Linked DNA regions of Mus musculus: regions 1, 2 and 3 are each linked to region 4. Evidence: chromatin contacts called from public Hi-C, HiChIP or PLAC-seq and promoter capture Hi-C data. All regions are on one chromosome and are shown on one strand. Each heading gives the region's core, a stretch centred on a gene start, on an enhancer-like site or on the middle of the called end of the contact. The rest is flanking DNA. Distances are from core to core; before and after follow the strand shown. Region 1 holds the start of Sod3 (superoxide dismutase 3, extracellular). Region 2 holds the start of Pi4k2b (phosphatidylinositol 4-kinase type 2 beta). Region 3 holds the start of Zcchc4 (zinc finger, CCHC domain containing 4). Region 4 holds the start of Lgi2 (leucine-rich repeat LGI family, member 2).

Evidence for each region. Promoter capture Hi-C pulls out the DNA fragments that hold promoters and counts their contacts. Hi-C and Micro-C count contacts between places; a contact is called where the count stands out from the background. HiChIP or PLAC-seq counts read pairs in DNA pulled down with a chosen protein or histone mark.
Region 1: an H3K4me3 HiChIP or PLAC-seq map of stem cell-derived neural progenitor cells shows a contact between it and region 4, with 24 read pairs. The contact joins the promoter of Sod3 here to the promoter of Lgi2 in region 4. A contact is called at or near these places in 3 of 39 promoter capture datasets (HPC-7-derived erythroid cells, embryonic stem cells and stem cell-derived epiblast-like cells), 1 of 115 datasets of contacts at active chromatin or transcription factors (stem cell-derived neural progenitor cells) and 1 of 9 other capture datasets (adipose tissue).
Region 2: a promoter capture Hi-C map of stem cell-derived epiblast-like cells shows a contact between it and region 4, with 2.1 times the contacts expected there. The contact joins the promoter of Pi4k2b here to the promoter of Lgi2 in region 4. A contact is called at or near these places in 4 of 39 promoter capture datasets (embryonic stem cells and stem cell-derived epiblast-like cells), 2 of 484 Hi-C or Micro-C datasets (embryonic stem cells and uterus), 2 of 115 datasets of contacts at active chromatin or transcription factors (both in embryonic stem cells) and 2 of 9 other capture datasets (adipose tissue and embryonic stem cells).
Region 3: a contact with region 4 is called in a Hi-C map of embryonic stem cells, with 2.5 times the contacts expected there. The contact joins the promoter of Zcchc4 here to the promoter of Lgi2 in region 4. A contact is called at or near these places in 5 of 39 promoter capture datasets (cranial neural crest, embryonic stem cells, hippocampal neurons and 2 more), 2 of 484 Hi-C or Micro-C datasets (both in embryonic stem cells) and 1 of 9 other capture datasets (embryonic stem cells).

Annotation. Positions count from the first base shown.
Region 1 is chr5:52,362,307-52,365,529 of GRCm38.p6, forward strand. It overlaps Sod3 (superoxide dismutase 3, extracellular), which reads left to right and starts at 1,498. Exons shown (of 2, transcript NM_011435.3): 1 at 1,498-1,746.
Region 2 is chr5:52,740,264-52,743,638 of GRCm38.p6, forward strand. Pi4k2b (phosphatidylinositol 4-kinase type 2 beta) reads left to right here and starts at 1,311. Exons shown (of 10, transcript NM_025951.3): 1 at 1,311-1,705. The coding sequence starts at 1,456.
Region 3 is chr5:52,781,491-52,784,812 of GRCm38.p6, forward strand. Zcchc4 (zinc finger, CCHC domain containing 4) reads left to right here and starts at 1,565. Exons shown (of 13, transcript NM_001308144.1): 1 at 1,565-1,724; 2 at 2,499-2,617. The coding sequence starts at 1,601.
Region 4 is chr5:52,564,779-52,567,850 of GRCm38.p6, forward strand. Lgi2 (leucine-rich repeat LGI family, member 2) reads right to left here and starts at 1,528. Exons shown (of 8, transcript NM_001310604.1): 1 at 1,140-1,528. The coding sequence starts at 1,327.

The sequences.
Region 1 (3,223 bases), core at 248-2,747, 200 kb before region 4:
GATTGGAGAAGCCAGGATTTGGTAGGGTGTATGTGGGTGGTTGTGGGTGGCTGTAGGTGGTAGGTGGCTGAGGGTGGCTGGCAGCCATGGGCAGTGGGTAGTACCTGACACTCTATAAGCTCATTTGTTGAGGACAGCTACTGCCAACAGCAGATAAAAAGTTCAGGGCTGAACTGGCTTCTAGGGGACGCCACCTGAAGGAGGTTCACTGAGCTCCAGGAGGCACGCAGAGAACAGGTTACCGAACAAACTTCCCACCTGCCAGGCCTGGCGACTGGAGGTGTCAGGGGCCATTCTGTCTCTAGCTGTACCACTGATGCTCGGTTATCTTCCTAAGTGTGTGAACCACATGGGGCAGAAACTTGTGCAGCTTGGAGACTCTGGTGTGTGGTGTGGTAGGGGGCAGGTACCCAATAACCATTTGTCAAAGGAATTCAGGGGACAGACAAGCGGCAGCAAGCTGGGGATGCTTCTCTGGGAAAGAGAGCCTTTTATTTCTAGAGAGTTTCTGTGATGGACAGGAGCTCCCAACAACAAAAGAAATAAGGAGCCTGGGATTGGAGGTTCCTGGCTCCTCCAATCTGTGTAGTCTATGTAACAATCTTCCTGGGCAGGCCTCAGTTGGCAGAGTGCTTTCCTAACACGCATGAAGGCCTGTGTTTGACCCCAGCGACACACCAACGTGATAGTGCACGCCTGCAATCCCAGCATTTGGGAGCTGATGACAGGGGGATTAAAAGTTCAAGGTAATCCCCAGTTACAGATGGAATTGAAGCTAGCTTGGGTTAAATGCAACTTTGTTTCAAAAACAAACAACCCTCCTTTGTCATTTTAATACAACAGTGGCAACAATCATAATGTTATTGTCACGGTCATTGTTGACTCACTAATGTCCTTATGAAAACCAGACACTGGCTTTACTCCTTTGATTCTCATGGGGGATGAGAGCTATTATATTACAGATGCTGAGAGGGAGGTAAAGGGAGGGCTTCCAGGAGCACACGGGTAGGAAAAGGCAAGACTGAAGGCACACCACCATGCCTGCCCCACACCTTGTGTGGTAGCACAGCTCTGGAGAGAGTGTCTCACTCAGCTGCCAAGTGCCCATGTCTGTCTTAAACACATACCAACATCTAGCAAAAGAAGTCAGTAGCTGAGGGAGTCAGGGGAAAAGAAAAGGCCCTTCGAGAAAGAGACCATTGTGCCTCTTCAAACAAGACTATTTTCTTTCTCATTTCTGCTCCCCTGCTGCGTTCTGAAGGTCACTGACTGCGTCTGCACGAGCCAGGGAAGTCACGAAAGACATACTTGGCAAGCAGAACCAGCAGTGGGAAAGGGACTGGGAGGTGGGGACAAGGAGAAGATGAAGTGGGGGAGGAGGGGGAAAAGGAGGAAGAGGAGAAGGGGAGGAAGAGGAGGAGGAAGAAAAAGAGGAGGAGAAAGGAATAAGAAGGGGAGAAGGAGACGGAGTAGGAAGAGAAGGGAAAAGAAGGAGGGGGAGGAAGAGGAGGAGGCAGCAATTTTACCACAAGGGACAGCCAAGCTGGCTTTGCTTCTCTTGGCCAGCCCAATGACCTTCCTCCCATTTGCTGACCACTCCCCCGGGCTGGCCTCCCTGCTGCTCGCTCACATAACAGCCAGCTGGACAGCTCTGGGGAGGCAACTCAGAGGCTCTTCCTCCGGCCTCTAGCTGGGTGCTGGCCTGAACTTCACCAGAGGGAAAGAGCTCTTGGGAGAGCCTGACAGGTGCGTGCCAAACTGAAGTTCATTTCATTCTTTTAGGAGTGTGCTTCTTAAGTTCTGGAAACTGGGTTGGGCAGCCGGCACTGGTTAGAAAAGGTTCAAAATCATGTTTGGGGGAGAGAAACCCCATTAATGACAGGCCTGGCTTTTCTAGAGTGGGGAGTAGAGTCATGGGAAGATGGGAAGGAGGGTGGTGGGACAAAGCTTTCTGCTCTGGGCCTGCAGTGGCTGGGCCAGGAGGTCTTTCGTGCTATAAATGTCATGTATGGAAGGCTGTCTGTGGACGCTGAGGGGCTTGGGGTGGAGTTAGGGAGGATGAGCAGGGACTCTGAGGGGTCACCTGGGTTCTGTCAGCCATGGCTTACAGCAAAGGCTTCTTATAAGGAGCCACTGAGGAAGAAAATGCCTGGGGGAAGGGAGACACTCGAACAAGGAGTCTAGGTTTACCTGGAGGTGCAGAAAGATGCTCTTTTTTGTTTCGCTTCATTTCTTAAGAGAATATATATATATATATATATTTTTTTCAAGTGTTCATTTTTAGAGAAGCCCACAAACACACTCCAGTTGGATTTTGCTCTAGGCTCTGCAGGAAGAATTCCTGAAGTGAAGCCTGAGCACAGAACATTCCTAAGTGACAGCTGCCTCAGGAGAGGGTCAGAGTCCCTGTCCAGTGAGAGAGCTGGGGGCAAGATGCATGAGGCTCCTCCTGTACTTCACCCTCTCCCGCTATGCTCTAACGGCAGGGTCACACTAGGCCACATCAAAGGGGAGGGGTCTGTAGGTTTTACGTTCTCAATGTCCCCTGAGACCTAACATCTTTGTTCTTCTCAAGCCATCTCTGGGTATCCCCTCCTTCCTCGGCCTTCACAGAATCCCCAAGCTGGTGATTCTCACAGCTCCATCAACCACTCACTTCGAAATCCTGCCCTTAGCTCTTCGGTGACTATGTAACCACCATGGGAGAGACCCTCACTTCTGTGTCCCTGCTCTCTGCCCACTTGTATCCAGGTAAGCACCCACTTCATAGGGTGCTTGCCGGGATCCAAACCTCGGGACTGGGGAGATGGCTCTGTCAGTAAAGTGCTTGCTATGAGCAAGGGCCAAAGTCTGATCTGCAGAATCCATGTAAAAGCCAGGCACAATCATGGAGATTGGAGGGCTTGCTGGCCTAGCGATCTAGCTGAATCAGTGATCTACACACACACACACACACACACACACACACACACACACACACACACACATGAACTCCTCTACAGAGAGATGTACACACACAAACATACACATATATATATTCCATATATATATATTTCAAATATATATATATATTTCATATATGCCAAAAGCTTTTTAACAGCGCATGGCCCAAATATTCAACAGGTGTTGGCACTTCAGTTTTCTCTTTGAGGCCTGGTAGCAAGCTCTCCAGAGGTAGGCATGCCTGCACCTACTTGCAACTGAGAACTAGGCTCAGAGAGGA
Region 2 (3,375 bases), core at 61-2,560, 180 kb after region 4:
AAAAAGCAAAAACAAACAAAGAAACAAAAAGCCACTGAACTATAGAATCTATGTTCTTCATAAAACTGCACATAGAACATTTGTCCCATCCAAAAAACAACAACAATAAAGAAGGATGAAACAAACAAGATAAAAATTTCAAAATAGTAGGTGGATGGCATTACTCACAGTGGATGGGGTTCTTTCATATCAAACATTAATCAAGAAATTCCCCAAAGATATGCTCACAAACTATTCTGATGGAGCCAGTTCCTCAATGGAGTGTCCTTCTCCCCAAGAGAGTCTTTTGTATCAAGTGGACAAAAACTAACCAGCACAGTACTTAAATTTGAAAATTAATACATTTCAAAGTAGTAGATCAAAGAGGAAAATCCTAAAAGTAATTATAAACTATTATCAGCTGAGTCAAAAGTGAAGCACACTACATCAAAAACAGTGGAACCGCAGCTAAAGCAAAGCTCTGAAGGCAACTCAGCTCTAAAGGCATTATGTTTAAAAGGTAGGAACCTCCTCGATTTTTTTTTTTTTTTTTTTTTTTTGTTTTTTGTTTTTTTCGAGACAGGGTTTCTTTGTGTAGCTCTGGCTGTCCTGGAACTCACTATGTAGACCAGGCTGGCCTGGAACTCAGAAATCTGCCTGTCTCTGCCTCCCGAGTGTTGGGATTAAAGGCGTGCGCCACCACGCCCGGGTCTTCCTCGATGTTTTAATCTTTACTAAACAACTAGGAAAAGAAAAGTGAAACAGATGAGTAGTAAGAAGCAAAATAAAAATAAAAAATAAAGTCAGCGAAGTAGGGAAAAAAATTAGCACAGCCGAAATACAGCCTTTGAAAGATTTCTAAGTGTTGACACACCTTAGTTTAACTTCAGTCAAAGCAAAAGAAATCTATAAATTACCACTATCAAGAATGTCTAAACATACACTCCCGTCTCGATTTTAGTAGCAAATAAATGCATATAATGCACAGATTATGATTACAAAACTATATATTTAACATATGGACTATAGTAATAGAAGTAGCTCCCAGCCTTCATGAACTTTTAGAGAAAAGTTAGTGAAATAAATGTATATTATGTATATAGTAATAAGAGAGGACTATTTAGGTTGGAAGGGATGCACCTCCCGCGGAAATGACGCTGGTCCTGGCTTTCTGCTGGATCCACTGCAATGGCTGGCAACGCTCTGGGAGTTGAGACACAGGTGGCCATCAATGCCCTACCCCGCCCCGCCCCGCCCCACCCTCGCTTGCCCCACCCCCTGTCCTTCTGCGCAGGCGTAAGGAAGGCGTCCCGGGGCTCGAGAGGCGGGGCGTGGCCGGCGGCTGGGCGTGGCCGGCGCGGGCTGGTGGACTGGTGAGGTGGCGTCGGTGGGAGCAGTCCCCCGCGGTTTGGCGTGATGCTGGGGTCCCAGTCCGGAGCCCGGCGGCTCTGAGCGCCGGAGCCGCCCCGGGACATCATGGCGGAGGCCTGCGAGCCCACCCGCCCCTCGGAGGACGAGGACGAGGAGCGGGAGCCGCTGCTGCCTCGCGTTGCCTGGGCCCAGCCGCGGAGGGTCGCGCCCGGGAGCGCCGTGAGAATGCAGGCGGACGAGGGCGCGGATGTCCTCCGCGAGCCCGCTACCGACGAGCCGCCGGCGGTGTCCGGGGAAGGGTCGATCTCCGCGAGCTTGTCCACCGAGCTGGATCGGACCCGCACTACGAGCTCAGGTGCGACCCATGCGCGCGCGCAACCCGCCCTTCCCTGCCTCAGTTTCCTCTCACCTTTCCCTCTGTGGCAGGAGAACGGGGACCACTAAAATCTCACTCTGTAGGCTTCCCCAAAGAGTCAGTCCAAGTGGGAACCCAACACTGAGGGAAACTTCATCCAGGACTGTGACGTAAGTTGTTTGTTCAAGTTTGGACTTAAGTTCTGAATTAAGAACGCACAACGATCCAGAAAGTTCTCGTCGGAGTCATGAGTTTACAGGGCGGATGATAAGCCGAGAGATAATAGGAAGGGATGACCATTTGCCGCTGGGACAAGTTTCAAAACTTTCTATTAAATGTTGCTATTGTGACGTTAGCCAGAGGGGGCGGAGGCGGGCGAACTCCTGCCGCCAGCTCTCTGCAAAGTATATTTGCGCGCTTAAAAAGAAAAACACCTTTTCATTATCTCCTGGGCTGATTTTAAGTGGACCTTTGAAAGAGAGGCTAACTAACAATGTTTAAACTAAAAATTAAGGCATGCTATTGCAGGCCTGGGTGTCTGTGTGGTGAGTTTGGACCGGTGGAGTGGAGTGTGGCTGAAATGGAGTAGATTTGTATGAGATCCATCTGGAGTCTAGACTGGCTTTTTTTTTTTTTTTTTTTTTCCCTTTTTCTCCTACTTGATGATGATAGGATGGATCCAAAGAAGTATCATATGCACTATTCCACGAGCATCATTCCATATGACTCCTTGTGGAAAAGCCACAGGGAAGGTAGTTGTTATTAATACTGCATTTCTTAGAAGTTAAGTTTATTTGACCTACCAGTGTGCTAATGTGACTTGAAATGATTTGAACAGGGCAAGTCAAGAGTTCTAACAACTTTTATTCAAACACAAATCCTCTAAATAAGAGACCTAAAGGAAGTCGTCTCTGAAACACATTAACTACATAGGGGTCTGCCCTTACCACGACGTTAGCTGATGGATGAGTTTGCCATGCAACACTGAATAGAGCAAAGGAATGTGAAGTTTTCCACTTTCACAAATCTCTGTTCAGCCAGCTGCAGTGGACACTTTGGCCCTATCTGAGGTAGAATCTAGTCTGTGAGGTAGCTAAGATCCATATGGCTGCTACTTGCCCCAGAGTTACCTCGTGTGTTAGATTGAAATAGAGCCTTGAAATAGAGTCTTGAAAAACTTTTACTGTTTGAGTGGGTTGGATTGGTTTGTGTGTTTTCTTTGTTGTCAACACTTATATTAAGGCTAAAGTCAAAAGGACGAGAATGTGGTAGCTAAAATGCAAATGGATTATAAGAACTCTTAGCTCCTCGGTGGTGATAGCTAGGTCAGAGTTCACAGTTTAAGATGAGTTTTGACATTGGTTCTCACAGCAGCACAATGGGTGAGTTGTCGCTGACCCTCTTTGTGAAAACTGAAACTTAGTAAAACGGTAATAATGGTGGCTCCTATTCCAAGATGTTTGCACAGTCACAGATCCAGGAAGTGGTCAAGTTATGACTGAGCCACTTCTTTTCTCTTCCAGGTCCTGAACTTTGTCCGTTTTACTCTAGGAGTCTGTGTTACAAAACAACTACTGCTTTGGGGTATTATGTAGGTTCTTTTTAAAAGGATTTTTTTTTCTGACTCTTTATTCTACTTAAAGTGTTTAAAACTAGCAAAGGTTTATGAT
Region 3 (3,322 bases), core at 315-2,814, 220 kb after region 4:
CTTACTGATGATTATCATAACCCTGTTAGCAAATAAATACATAGATGTCTATCAACCATAGTTAACACCTCATAACATTCCAGTTACCGATGGGATGTGTACGTAAATGTTCCCCCACCCCACCCGCAAAAAAAAAACCCTAAAACCTAGGATCTTGGTGATGTTGTAGCCTCCCCAGTTTTTTAAATTTTACTCTAATGCCTATGCAATAAAATCCCCTAGTGGCAGAGTTTCTAGAATTTGTGCCTGTTGTAAACTGGTGAATAACTGTGTACCTAAATCTAAGGTGTGGGATTTTTCTCACCAAAGTTTTTCCTCAGAAAAGAGAAGACTGTATCATTTTTGAAGGCTGCTTTATTATCATAATTATATACCTCCTCATGTACCTTATTCAGATCAGAGTGTGTGCATGTGCATGTGTGTATACACGCATGTACGCGTGTTACAATTTGCAATTTCATTGACAGATGTGTGTATGAATGAGCCTTGACTACTACTACCACTGTTTGGAATTAGATAGACTGATCTCTCCCACTTGGTTATTTTCTTTTAAAATTATTTTAGCCATTTCTTTGCCTTTCCCTATAAAATTCAGAATAATACTTTGTATATCTGGCTGAGATTTTGCTAGAAACTGCACTCAACCTGTCTGCACTTAACCTGGTAGGAGGTGGCATCTTTACTGTGTTCCGTTTCCCGTGTAATGAACAGACCACGCTTCCACATTTATTTAGATCTTTCTTGATTTTTTTTTCAACCACATTTTCTAGTTTTCTGCTCATGAGACCTGTGTACGTTAAACAAATACATGCTTCTTTTGCTTGGAAATTCTAAGTGGTATTCTAAATTTTATGTTTAGACAATCACTGCCAGGGTATGTTAGTCTCATATCCTGAAACTTACCAAACTCAAGTTAACCTAGAAGTTATTTAAAAAGTGTACATTCTTTGATATTTTTTATGTAGACAACTGCCACTGGCAAATGGCGACATTCTTTTCCTGAGGTACAAACGAGAACGAGAATTCAATAATTACGTGTAAGAGCAAGTGTTAGATGAGCTCCAGGCATGGTGAGGCATGTGTTTGTAACCCCAGCATTTGGGAGGTAGAGGCAAAAGATTAGGAGTTCCAGGCTACACTCTGCTACTGGGGAGTTAGAGGCTAGCCTGGACTACATGAAACCCTGTCAGAGAACAGAACAGAACAGAACAGAACCAAACCAAAAGACTAGACAGTTCTTTGGCATTGTTAAACGCAATAGAGCTGCTGTGCTGTGTGGTTCAGCCATTGTTTACCTCTTTGTTGCTCTTTTGGATCTATAATCTAATCAGATCTTTGTTCTAAAGATTCATCTCTTCTCCTGGTTATAGGTGCTCTCTTGGCATAGGCCTTCCAGCTTCACCCCAGAACCCCCACGGGTGTGTGTGTGGGTGGGTGGGTGGGTGGGTGGGTGGGTGTCCTGCTTAGTTTCTCACTCTGGGTCTGACGGCGGCATGGCTCCTCCAGGACGCGTGGGGCGCTGTGGGTTCCGCGTGCCGCGGCGGCGCTCTTTCTCCGCCTCCTTGGTTGGGACAGAGGCTTTCGGGACTTCGGCAGAAAGATGGCGGCGCCCATGGACTGTCTTGAGTCCCTGGAGGGTGATGGCGACGCGGGGCGTAGGGCGTCCGGGGTAGAGGTGGCGCTTCCCTCGAACCCCACGGCTCCTGCCCCGCTGTGCCCGCACGGTGGGTCGGCGTCTGCGCTCAGCCTTGCCGGCGGCGCCAATGGCGAGGCTTGGGCTAGGTGCTCTGCGGGTTTTTCGGATTTGTGTCTGGAAGAGAAGGCTTTTTCCCACCCCCTCTTCCTTACCTTGTGTGATGCGTGAATAACACCCGGTTTCAGAAAGTGTTTGTCACTCTATTTAGTAAACCCCCAGAGAGGTCCTGGCTGCTGGAGCTTTGTCTCCAGAGCTGTTAGCATCTCTGCTTTGGGGGACAGGTTAGGGAGAAAGCCGAACGTAGAATGCACGGGGCTGAAGGCTTCTTGCTGACAAGTTCTTAGCGGAATTTAATTTGTTGAATTGATGGGGTTTTATTGTTTTGAAGTTAGAATAAACAACAAAACCCTGGAAGCCTAATTAAGTTTACTTCTTGCGGCTTTCCAACTGTAAAGCTCAGGGTTTCACTGAAAATGGTAACGGCAAACCTTGCAGTTCTCCGGGCTTTCCCCCTTGTTTTATTCGCGTTTGTTCTTTTAAGCATACTTTCGTCATGGACCCCAGCTGTTGACTATTGTAATGTAAACAGAAAGCATTTTCTTTTTGAAGAGAGCAGTTTTAAAAATTATTTCTAATATTCAAATGCATCAGTGTTGCAATGGAAGAAAATAAGATTTATCAAAGAGGATAGTACATTGAATTATAAATTATGTATAATGCCTAAATAAGTTTTATTTAAGGCAGAGAAACTTGGTGTAGACTACTGCTTGATACTTATTTTTTCTTCCTATTCTGGAACTAGGGCCTACTCTTCTCTTTGTAAAAGTGAACCAAGGGAAGGAAGAAACACGAAAGTTTTATGCCTGCTCAGCCTGTAGAGATAGAAAAGACTGTAACTTTTTTCAGTGGGAAGATGAAAAGGTACAGTAACATTTTGGCTAGTTTTACGGAGAATGAACCAGTAAACATGAAGTTTAAGCATTATATAAAAGGATTTCTTTATTTTAGTGCATTTGGTATTTTTAAAGATTTTTTTTTTCCTTTTTTTTTTTTTTTTTTTTTTTTTTTTTTTTTTTTTGAGACATTGTTTCTCAGTGTAGCCCTGGCTGTCCTGGAACTGATTCTGTAGACCAGGCTGGCCTGCCTTTGCCCCCTGAGTCCTGGAATTATAAATGTGTGCCATCACTGCCCAGCTTAATGATTAATTATGTGTATATGTGTGTGCACCTATTTATTGGTATGCACACATGAGTGCAAGTACCCATGGATATCAGAAGAGATCCTCCGATCCCCTAGAACTGCAGTTACAGTCAGTTATGAACCTCCTGATGTGGGTGTTTTAAATAGAGTTAGGTCTTAAGGTAGTGTTTGATCTCAACTACTGGGCCATCTCTCTCACCCCAAGATAAATATCTTAGGAGGGATGAAAATTTCATGCTTTGGATTTTGTTTTTAAATTCTGGGCATTAAAGTTAATACTTAACTCTGAACTTTGATACAGATGTGTTATTGTCTTAAATGAAAATTAGTTCCCTATAAGATTTGATGTGTTAGTATTGGGTAGTCAACTTACAACTTCAGTTTTGCTATTTATTAGTTTCTTTTGGTTTGTTTTTGGTTAGTTTT
Region 4 (3,072 bases), core at 278-2,777:
AAACGGGCCTGCTGTGCCCACAGCCAAACTCTTCCAACTTTTTACAGATGTAAACAGGACCTTGAACCCTCTCCCTCCCTGTACGCTGATGCTGTTTTTGCCTTGAAGAAGCACAGGACACGATGGAGAAGGCACAAGCAACGTGGTACCCAGAACTACCTTACCCTCAGGATCCCCTCCTCTACATCTGCAGGGGTACTCCAGCACCTCAGCCTGGAATAAGGGGCTGTCCTAGCAAGAGATGCCCCAGCAATAAACAGACCACCCTCAGATCCCTTCCATAGCAACACTTCACTATTGCCACTGTGTGAGACCTAGTTGAAAGTGCTTAGCAAGCAAGTGGAGGAATCTCTCTGGTTAGTTCTGTCAGTGCTGGTAATACAACCCACCATGGAGAAAGATGGTAAAAAGGGGGCCCTCTTGAACTCAAGGCAAGAAGTTGGAAGGTTTCCCTCACTAGGGGGCTCGGCTGGACACCATATACGGAAAAGCACTTAGAAGTCTTCCGGGTTTCCCCTCTCTAAGCCACGTGGAGTAACCCCTCTACTTCCAGAAGCTGTGTGCCTTTGCACAGCTTAGGCATTTCCTAGCCTGCAGTGTGGAGAGGTCAGGAGGGGGCCAACCTCCCAGCAGAGCTGAGGCCCGCTGCAGTGAGGCCTCACCCATTCCTAATTAGCCGCTCAATCCGGGCGCATACAGCTGCTCTCCAGTCACACACCCACCCACTCACCAACACAACAGAACCACTCAAAACTTTAAGGTGCCCCAAGGATCACCTCGTGGCCCGAAATACAGGCTGTGAACTCTGGTGCAGAGACCCTATCCCATGGTGGGCCCTGGGTCTGCAGTAGCATCAGCTCCCCCCCAGGTAGGTCTGATGCAGGTGGCCTCGGGCCACAATGAGAAACTGTCACGCGGACCTGTCTGGATTCCCGTACTCTGGGGTTTAGAGTCGCCCCCCACCCCACCCTCCACTCCACACAGATTCCACCCACGTTCCGTGCCCCCCAACCCAAAGGCAAAGAAAGGGACTAAGGAGCAGGGTCAGGTGGCGCTGCCCCAGCACCAGCCGCAACTCCCTGGCGGCGGCCGGCGCAGGGCAGGGCAGGGCGGGGCGGAGATGGAGGGGTCCCACTCACAGGGAGCTGATGTCGCCAGGCACGATCCTAGGCACCCAAGAGGAGCCCACGCAGATGATGGACTCCTTGGTACAGCTGCAAGTGGCGGGGCAGCGCGCCAACCGCCTCACCTGCGCGCTCGGCGGGATGAGGCACGCGGCGCTCAGCAGCAGCAACCCCAGCGCCCCGCCGCCTCTCCATAGCGCCATGCCGGGTCCCCGGGTCCCCGCCCGGGCTCGGACCCCCGCCGCCGCCGCCGCCCCGCGCCGTGCGCTCGGACCCAGCGCCGCAGCAGACGCGGGTGCCGCTTGCCGATCGGCCGCCAGCGCTGCTGGCGAGGACGCGGGCGCCGCGGGTGTGGGAGGCCGAGCCGCAGCCGAGCAGCATGCTGGCCGCCACCCCCACTCGGCGCCCCCCCACCCGCGCCCGGGCTGCTGGGCGGCCGCCGCACCGCCTCACCCGCGCTGGCCTGACATCAGCACCCGCGCCTGCCGCGGGCCCGGACCAATGAATAATGCACGCGGGGGCCCGCCCCGCGGGGGAGGGGGGGGGAGGAAAAGTTGGATGACCTTGGGGGAGGGGCCAGCCGTGGCTCAGACCCCCTGGGAGCAGGGACCCGCAATCCTTCTGTGGCTGCAAAGGATTTCACAGACAGTGGACTCCTTTCTACGGGGTCAAATCCTGAGCTTCCTTCCCCGCAAAAAATAAATAAATAAATAAATAAATAAATAAATTTTAGAAAGTAGAAACCGTAAGAACTGGAGCCTCTACACCCCCAGAAAAGTAGGAGTGGGGAGCACTGTCTTGACCTGGGAGAAAGGTCTCTATCCCCGAGTGCCCCGAAGAGGCCAGACCTTTGTGCAGACTTCATTTATCTTACAGAGGACCTAAATGACTGTAGCACAGGGACCCGACTGGGCCACCTTGGCTGGCCCACCATGTTTCTGTGGGGTCTGAGTCTCCACTGCACCTCAGCTCACTGAAGCCATCCCTTTTCAGTTGCCCAAGAAAACTAGAATCGCAAAACTGCTACAGCAGGGTATCCCCTGCCTGGCTGTTGGGCCTTGCAAGAACCTAGCCTGCGAAGAAAAGTTTCCTGGCTCAACACGGTAGCTACACACGGTAGCTACGCCCCACCCCCACCCCCTGATTAAATGATGGGGGACACAGATTGTTAGGAGAGACAGAGTTTGTTGCTCTGAGCACTGGGCCTTTCATCTCCTAACCCTTAGCGGATGCTATCCATCTTCAAGAATTTAACTGATGAGAAAACTGAAGCCCAGGAGTCCTGGGTAGCTGTCAGAGTGTGCTGTTAACAGTCAACACCAAAGAGAAAGACTGGAGCCTGAGATGGGGATTTGTAACTGGCCCCAGGGAAACCCTTTTTACTTCTAGAATCTGTCTTAAGGAGCGTTAATGTTATCATAAGGTCGTGTGCTGCTGGGGGCATGGAAGGAAATGCCAAAGCAGAACAAAGCATTATAGATTCCCCTACCCCACCCCTGCAACTGCTCTGAGCTCAGACCTGTCCATCAGGCTACCAACCTGGGCAAACCATTCTGATGTTAGCGTGTGCCTGAAACAAGTACAGCCAGTGCAGAAGAGGAAATTCATCGGTGCTGCCTCTTATTCCTGAATCATTTTAGCACAATTCAACGGGGGAAATATCTGGCTGTCCACTATGGGAAAAGAGAAAAACTCTCCCTATGGGCAGGAAACTTCAGTAGCTGGACAGATAGCCCAATAGAAGGACCTTCCCATAGTTACATGGATATAAGAGACTGGCCAAAGGGTAGAACATGGGATGCTACTATGGCACTTCATGGAAAGAGTAAAACACGGTCTTAGTTACTTTTCCTGTTGCTATGATGAAATATCCTAACAGAAACATCACAAATAAGCAACAGTGGCACTATCTAGCAGAGATATCCAGGGCTCAGCCTCAGCACCAATC